Linked DNA regions of Mus musculus: region 1 is linked to region 2. A link is a contact called in public HiChIP or PLAC-seq data. All regions are on one chromosome and are shown on one strand. Each heading gives the region's core, a stretch centred on a gene start, on an enhancer-like site or on the middle of the called end of the contact. The rest is flanking DNA. Distances are from core to core; before and after follow the strand shown. Region 1 has its middle 5.5 kb from the start of Mir7229. Region 2 overlaps Wscd2 (WSC domain containing 2).

Region 1 (4,484 bases), core at 710-3,209, 260 kb after region 2:
GATATTCTGAGTTTATTTTTACTCAGTATTGAGGAAGTGACGTTGTTGATAAGTTATAATTATCTAAGTACAAACTCAATTCCAGAGGAACTTAGCCAATTAGTTTTTCTACCACTTAGAAATGATGGGACGTGTTTGAGGTATAGATTTTTTTTTTACATATACAGAAAAACAATTGCTACATAAAATAATCACATGCCCATCATCCGCCCCTCCTCGTCAAACCAACAGCATGCCATATATAAAATGTATATTGTTTTCATTTGCTTCTTTGATGTCATACCCAATAAGTTGCCAAACGAGGGCCATTTAAAAAAAAATCTACCTGTGCTTGCTTCCTAATTTTCAGTGTTACATTTAAAGTTTCATCTTTCGGGTTCCGTTTTTAGGCATGGGGTGAAGTACAGGCCCAGCTCAGGTCTGTTGTATGCGAGCATCTCCACCGAGGAGATTGTCTGTTGAAAAGACGTATCAATTCCTCTAATGAATAGTCAAAATCTCTTTTTTAAAAAACGCAAATTAGCCACGGGTAGGTAAGTTTACTGCTAAGCCCTGTGATAACCCCACTGATATGTGTGCCCATACGCAGTACACCACTACGGTGTTTGCAGGTGAAGCTTGGCAGAAGCACTTAGATTGGGTTGTGTAAATCCTCTGTGCTTGCTGGGCTTCTGTCACTAACAAAATACCTAAGGAAGAAATCACCTGGAAAAGAGGAAAGGCTGATTTTGGCTCTGGGTTTTGGAGGTGTCAGCCCGCACGCGGGGCAGCCAGCCAGCCCCACTGCTTTGCGGTTGCCTAAAAGCCATGGTCATGTAATGGGGTGAAACGGGGTCAGGGGCGGGGAGGAGAGACACTGGCATCTTGCAAAATGTTCATTGAGGGCATGCTCTAATGCCTCTCTCTCAGCCTCACCATTGCCTTCCACCTCGCTGAACTGTGGTCCAAACCTTTAACACTTTGGGATGTAATCGGATCCAAATGGTATCACCCGACAACTTTAGTTGATTTCTCTGTGTGTGAGCTTTATGCTCGTTCATGTGCACACATGTGTAAGCAGACATGTGGAGGCATGTATGGGTTGACCTTAGGTCTCTTCCTCAACCGATTTGAAGCTGGGTCCTTACACTGTATATAGCAAGCTCTCTATAGACTGGGCTGTCTCTGTCTGCAGAAACACTGCCCCCATTCCTCCCCCTACACACAACTTGAATTACCTGTAAATCTGTATGGTTATTAAGGTTGGCTTTTTTTTTTTTTTAAATCAAGACTGAATAGTGTTCCATGTGTATATGTGGCACAATTACTGTTTGGTTCATCTATTGACAACAGTCTGTTGTTTTGAATCCACAGCATTGTGCCCTCTAGGCTATGCAGCATCCCCCAACCCAGCAATAGAATTTAGATGAAAAAGTTTGTCTTAGTTAGGGTTTTATTGTTGTGAAGGGAAACCTTGGACAAGGCATTTAACTGGGGCTGGCTTACAGTTTCAGAGGTTCAGTCAGTCCATCATCGTCATAGGAGGAAGCATGGCATTGTGCACACAGGCATGGTGCTGGAGAAGGACCTGGGAGTTCTACTTCTTGATCCACAGAGTGGGAAGGAGACTGTCTTCTGCAGGCAGCCAGGAGGAGGGTCTATCTCTGGAACACAGCTTCTTTGTGCTGTCGGAAAATGCTTCCCAGATTTCACCTCAGTGATGCTGGTCTCTTCTTAATCATTGCTCATTTCTTAGCTCCAGCTAACCAGCATAATTGTCCCAGCTGTCCCCTCTATTCTTGACTCTAAAGCCAAAGCCAAAGTCACGTAGCCAAAGCTGCGGGAGTTTTGTTGCTTGCTGAGGCTGGGGCATGGCCCACTTGTTCTTTTCTGTTTTTCTAACTCCTTCACTGCTTCAGGTTGTCTGTCCTGGAATTTGCTTTGTTGAGTGACCTTGAACTCTGCATGCTCCTGTCTCCTGAATGCTGTGATTAAAGGCGTGCACTACCATGCTGGGATTTAGGTCTTTCTTTACCTGGAACTTGCTCTATACCAGGCTTGTCTTGAACTCAAAAGATCTGCTTGCCTCTGTCTTCTGGGATTAAAGGCACAAACCATCACACCTGGACCTTTCTTTAATTCCTTTTCATGAGATCTTTAGAAGTTCTGGATTGTAGTTCATTTCAGAGGTAGTCAAGTTGGCAACCAAGAATTAGCACGGCAACATTGTATTTGATGTTTAGACCCCTCGGGAAGTTCCTGGCTAATGATTATGCATTGTCTTCTCTTTTACTGTGAGCCCTTAACCTCAGCAAAAGTTGGTAGCGTGTCAGACTTCCTTGGCTGGGGGGGCAGGGAGGGTCACTCCCAAGTACTTTGCTCTTTGGGATGCTCCTGGGGATGGAATTGGTTTTTTTCTGAATCGCCTATTTACCAACGTAACTAGACGTCTGCACATGGCTGGCTGCGTGCCACTTGAGGTTGAGATGTGTGTGAGTGGTTGAGTGCACTGGTGGGTGGGTGCCACGGAGAAGTCCCACACCCCAACCAAGGTCATGAGGTCTCAAGGACTTGTCACTAGAGTGTCAGGTGACCAGGCTGGCATGCCGCTGTGCTTGTTGTCCCTAAGCCTGAGTGCCTGAGCACAAGCGCACCGTCTGCAGCGAGGACCCTAGAAAGTACACATTGGCTCTGCAGCTGAAGCTGGAGGCAGAGCAGCTCACCTGGACAGTGGAGATCCCTGGGCCTGCAAGTGCCACGCCAGAGGTGCCGACCCTGGACTCTGCTGTTTGGAGCAGGTCACTCTGGGGGCCCTGGGGGGGGGATCTCCAGGAGCTGCAAGGACAGGATTCCCTCTGCTACCTGTGCGTGACCACACCCCGGTCTGTTCTCACTGACACTTAACCCTGGGAAGTCTCTTTTCTCCTCCAGTGTGTTACTGTCTCTGAGGAGATGGCCCGGAGAGGTGATGGCTGAGTCTAGAGACCTTCCTGCATATAAGTCTAAGGACTAGAAAACTCCCAAGACCCCTTCACTCCCCCAGTGCTGATGGTGGAAGTCAGTGACAAGAGCGAGTGGGCCAGGCAGGGGTGGCAGACGGCATGTTGGTGTCGGGGTGGAGAGGCCAGGTGGATGTTCTATGAGAAGCAGTCATGGTCAGGCAATGGCTCTGGGTGCTCACAGAGACCCTTCCTGCTAACAGATCATGAAGGCTCAGGTACTCTTGGACTTCAAGAGTGTATGCCATCTACCATAATAAAAGCTGTGTCTTCTTTCTGAGGGAAGCAGTTTCCAGGCAACCTGCTGGCCACACACACACACACACACACACACACACATGCTTCTGCGCAAGTTGCTTCCCGTGCAAGGTGCCACCAAAAGGTATTTACAGGTTTGGCTGGCTGACTCATGCCATTGCCAATGCAGCAGAGGGGAAAAGGTAGGTCGTGAAGGCCTCTGAGTCTATTTTCCATTACTCTAATGGAATGCCCAAGGCTTGGTAACTTCTTAAAAGTCACCAGGATTGAGGCGTGACCAACCACCCGCCCTGGTGGGTTTCCACTCTCTTAAGACCTCACAGTGAGAGTTAAATGGTCCAGAGACTAACCCCAAACAGTGCCCTCCTCACCCCATCCCTCACCCCCACCACCTGTACACCAGCCATCTCTTCAGGCATTCCCTAGCCACAGGCTGCTTTAGGAACCACTGGTCGGGGCTGGCTAGCTCTCAGTACAGAGCAGTGCTTCCTGCAGTGACCCCCTGCCCAGGTTCCAGGGCAGAACCTGGTCCCTTCAGTCACCTGAGCAGATAATTTAAGTCAACCTTTGCAGCCAGGCCTTGTCAAGAATTTCTTTGGGGGAGGGGAGCAGGAGAAGACGGAAGTCAGCTACTGTTGGTGTCCCTACTTGTGAGACAGTCGAACAGGGTCTGAGAAACCACCTGTGGAGAGAATGGAGGACAAGAAACACAAAGAATGGACAGCAAGTCAAAAAATTCTGATCAAGCTGACAAACTTTATTTTTCCCAGGCAGGTTTTATACCCAATAGAAGCAGGATATGGGGAGGGGGGTGACGCAGAATTGCTTTGTTTCTGGGGGAATGCACCTGTTCCCAAAAGCAGGATATTTGCTAGGTAAAAAGTTCAGTAGGAGGAACAGAACAGAATGGGTTGCTAGGTACCTGTCCACAAGATCTATAGCTATTTGTTCTTAACTGGGGGTAGTGCTTTCCCATAGAGGCCTCAACTTTTCCCACAGAAATCTCAACTAAGATAGTACTTTTCCACTAAGGCCAAGACTTTGTAAGCAAGCACTTATGGCTGACAAGGCAGTTAACATTCAAACAGGGTCACTCTCAACTTGTTGGGGAGGGGCCCAGTGGGACACTTCATTTAAGAGTCTTTGATGTGAAGACTATTGGCTACTGATGAGTCTGTCTGTCTGTTGGTTCCCTGGCTGGTCTACCCTATTTGGGAGCGGGGTGGGGGTGGGGGTTGGGGGTTGGGG
Region 2 (4,017 bases), core at 1,351-3,850:
CCACCCTGCAATGTTGGGTCCTCTGGGCTTCCGTATGTGGCACATGGCCAACCTGTTGGGTTGGTTTTTGGTACCTAAGGGACTTTGGAAGAAGGATCAAGAACCCCAACGTCACCCTCATCCCCAAGACACGACAGCACGAGCAGACAAGACAGGGTTGCTGTCCTGGAGGGGGGGCAACACCCGGCTTGGGCCTCTTATGTGCTTTAGCCTGGGGCGGTTCCCACTGTAATGCCAGAGCACCAGTCTCCATGGTCCTCAGAAGTGAGACGCCCAAGGCCACGGAGACAGGTCCCAGCCAGCTGTCTGTCACACAGAGGTGGCCTGAGAGAGATCAGAAAGCTGGTGCCTGCTCAGGGGAAGAGGCAGGGGCCCACACAGTCAGAAGAGGGTCATTGCTTGCAAAATGTCCATCAGCTGCCACAGCCAGACCCTCCCAACCTCTGCCAGATAGCCTCTCCCTTCTCCCACCACCAATAGCAGGGTCTGGGATACTCCAAACCAGGCAGCCTACTCTCCAGGGAAAGGTGTCTAGATATCTCCTCCTCCTGAGGCCTCAGAGGGGCCTTTCTGAAGGCAGGCAGAAGCCTGGGGCTGTCTTTGTGCCAGAGGGAAGCCAGCTCTTTGAAGCCAAGGGGCACCGGATGCTGGGTCCCTCCCTGGCTGCCCATCATCTTGGGCCATAGGCATCAGGCACCCCAGTGAGGTTGCGGCTACGTAGTGCCGTGTCCACCATTCGGATGTAGGCGGCAATGGTCCTGCGCATCTCGGCTGTGTAAGGGTCATACTCCAGCTTGCGCAGCCCCGAGCGCTTGAAGTTGCCGTCCTTCTGGCTCTCCACGCACAGCAGCCGATCCTCCCTGACCGCCACGCCCAGCAGGCTGACCATGCGGCCCAGCTGCGTAAACAAGTCCTGCTTCAGGTCCTCGAAGTGCACCACCAGGACGGTCTTGCCAAACTTGAGCCAGTCCAGCGTGTGCGTGGCCCACCACGGGGCATAGTTCCTCACGAACTCGGGCCACTCTGCGGAGAGAGCAGAGCGTCAGCCCGCCACTAGATAGATGGGCAGATGACAAACCTTCCGGACGCCTGAAACCCACGTGTGCTTTTTTGGGTAACACACCCCTGGCTGGTGCCTGGTTTACTACAGGCACAGCCCTACCTATACACAGAACCACAGCCTGAAAACAGATACCACCAAACTGCGGAGGCACAGAGATGCTGGGTTATACAGGAAGGGCTGGGAGCAGAGAGCACTCGCTTGCCAAGATTGCTGGAAGCTCTGGGTTTGGACCCCAAGAAGCTGTATGGGTAGAGACTGTAGTTCTGTGGGGGAGGTTGGAATGTTGCAGATCCAAGGACTAATTAGCTTACCTTGGGCTAGGCCTAGACCTCTGGAACACCTAGGTAGTGACAATTTTGGTTTCTTTAGGAATATAAGAATTTGCTTTTGCTTTAATCCCAGGTGTGGGTAGGGGCCGCTTCAGACTGTCCACAGCAGCTGTCTTATGATTTGCCTTGTGCCCTAGCAGGCAGATCATTTTGCCAGCTGCAGATGGTTTCTGCAATTGTGTGACACCGGGGATTCCGGGGACTTTTCAGAGGGTAGATAAATGCTTGAGCTTAGAGTGGGGAGAGTTGTTGGTTGTGGTTTGTTGAGTAGTTGTACATAAAAGAAGAGAAAGAAAAAATAATACATAAAAATAAATAAAAAGGAGAAAGAAAAAATAAAAAGGGGAAAGAAAAAATAAAAAGGAGAAAGAAGAAAAATTTGGATTCTAATGGCAAAGATCTAGGAGCCCTAAGAAATTTGACACACGTAATCGGTAGGAACTAGTCTAACCATAATAATATTCCTTTTTCCTTTCCTCTCTTGTCTTTTTTTCTTCTTCTTTCTGGTGTTAGGGGTTGAAAGGGTGGAAGAAAAGAGGGGAGAAGGGTGGAAGAAAACAGAACCCACACTGTAGCAAAGACTGTCTGCACAGCTCACTCTTGCAAATCTGTCTGTTGGAACTAACACCCCCCCTACTAGTAGAAACCTTTTGGAATCTATTAACAGACAAGACATGGGCTGGCGAGGTGGCTCAGCGGGTAAGAGCACTGACTGCTCTTCTGTAGGTCCCAATCCCAGCAACCACTTGGTGGCTCACAACCACCTGTAATGAGATCTGATGCCCTCTTCTGGTGCATCTGAAGATAGCTACAGTAATAATAATCTTTGGGCCAGAGTGAGCAGGAACTGAGCGAGCAGGGCCGACCAGAGTGAGCAGAGGTTCTAAATTCAATTCCCAACAACCACGTGAAGGCTCACAACCATCTGTACAGCTACAGTGCACCCACATACATAAAAATAAGTAATTAAATCTTTAAAACAAACAAACAAGACAGCTAGCTTCTACCAGCCCAAGGCTAAGAATATCATCAGCCAGCACCTTGGGCTGAAAGGAAATAAAACTTGAGACCTGTGATTCATGTAATGTATGTCAAATAGCCCAAAGAGTTGTTTGTGAGCTTTGAAACCTGGGGCTGAGAACACAGCAGAACAGACCAGGACATGCCTGGGCAGGCCCGTCACCTCCCTAGCTCTCACCCCTCTGACCTAAGTTAAATGTTAACAGGCTGCTGATGTTTAAATGGACCAATCATGTGAAACCGCGCCAATTCCTCCCCCAGCCCCACTCCTTTTCTATAAAAACCCCTAGCTTTCAAACCTGGTCGAATCCACTGTCTCCTGTTATGTGAGATATGTTTCGACCCTCCTCGTGTTGTTACATCAAGGTGTTGTGTTCTATTCATGATTCTTGGGTGCACGCCGAATCGGGAGTTGAATGGGGGTTTCCCCACTAGGTTCTTTCAGGGCTTATAGAAAGGCTTTCCCTGTCTTGTGGTATCCGCCTCTTTTAAACTGCCTGGGTTCGTTGACTGTTTTGTCAAACTACAAACACCTCATGAGCCTGCTTCCCAGTTGGAACACAGAATCTGGAGTAACCTATATCCGCGTTTCTGGGCCACGGTCACTCACTGGCTTCAGAATAAGCTCTCTCACATTCCCTTTAAGATGAGAGCTATGGTTTTTATGTCATCAGATATGCTGACATGTTAGGTTCCAAAAAAACGACCCACTTTCCACCAGAGGAATCGCCTGGATCCATTGAGCCCTGGCTGTCTGGTTTTGTTTCCTCAGCCGGGTGGTTGGTTGGTTGCTGAGTTGTGTCTGCCATTTGTGGACAGCCTATTTGTCTGTTCTGAGCTGGTTACAGATCAAGCTTTGGGAGGTATCTCTTTTTGTCTGCTTTCAAAGTATTTGTTTTAAAGTATCTGCTCTGAGCGCTTGATTGAAAGCCTGTTGGAAAGGTTTTGGTCTAACCTTTGGCTTGGTTTGGCTTGCTTGCGCCCAGAACTCTAAAGACATTTTAGATTCGGCTGTTTAGCTTGTTTTCCGATATTTCATTTGCCTGTGAAACTCTGATGGGATTTTGGTTTTTGTTTTGTCTTGGTTCTCCTTGTCTTTGAAATGTTTTGGTTTGTTAATTTTTGGCCTTTGTTTCCCAACTCCTCCTCAAAGGGTTAATTCTGCTTTTATTTTTCTGCTACTTCTCCTGTGACCTTTAGCTTAGGAGTTTTATGATCATCTGATGTTACAGCCCCTGGAGACAAGAGGCAACTGTTCCCTCTTATCCCACCCCACCCCACCCCAAAGTGTGCTGGAGTCAGGGGGAACACCTCACTACGTGCAGTGGGGGAAACTCAACAAACATGTTCCATTCTTTTTGTTAGGGTGTATTTTGTTTTTGTTTTGAGACACAGTTTCTCTGTGTAGCCCTGGCTGTCCTGAAACTTGCTCTGTAGACAGCTGGCTTCAAACTCGGAGAACAGCCTGTCTCTGCTAGGATGTTGGCTCTTTGGGAAAGATACATAGGAAGGTTTGTTCACTGCCTTCATGTTTGTGTAAACATGTAGGACAGCCACAGAGCCAGTGGGATAAAACTGACCCAAAACACACACTCCCTAGTTAAA

The links. HiChIP or PLAC-seq counts read pairs in DNA pulled down with a chosen protein or histone mark.
Region 1: a contact with region 2 is called in an H3K4me3 HiChIP or PLAC-seq map of embryonic stem cells, with 10 times the contacts expected there. The contact joins two enhancer-like sites. A contact is called at or near these places in 2 of 484 Hi-C or Micro-C datasets (embryonic stem cells and nephron progenitors) and 10 of 115 datasets of contacts at active chromatin or transcription factors (acute myeloid leukemia, embryonic stem cells and stem cell-derived neural progenitor cells).

The regions. Positions count from the first base shown.
Region 1 is chr5:113,327,821-113,332,304 of GRCm38.p6, reverse strand. No RefSeq gene overlaps it. Among named protein-coding and RNA genes, the nearest start is that of Mir7229, 5.5 kb to the right of the region's middle. Within about 2 kb of position 1,959, at least 5 of the 459 cell types and tissues checked have an H3K27ac peak or open chromatin away from gene starts, as enhancers often do. A contact at or near this core is called in embryonic stem cells, where this site is marked.
Region 2 is chr5:113,584,799-113,588,815 of GRCm38.p6, reverse strand. Wscd2 (WSC domain containing 2) reads right to left here. Exons shown (of 9, transcript NM_177292.3): 9 at 1-1,023. The coding sequence ends at 671. Among named protein-coding and RNA genes, the nearest start is that of Gm42002, 16 kb to the left of the region's middle. Within about 2 kb of position 2,600, at least 25 of the 459 cell types and tissues checked have an H3K27ac peak or open chromatin away from gene starts, as enhancers often do. A contact at or near this core is called in embryonic stem cells, where this site is marked.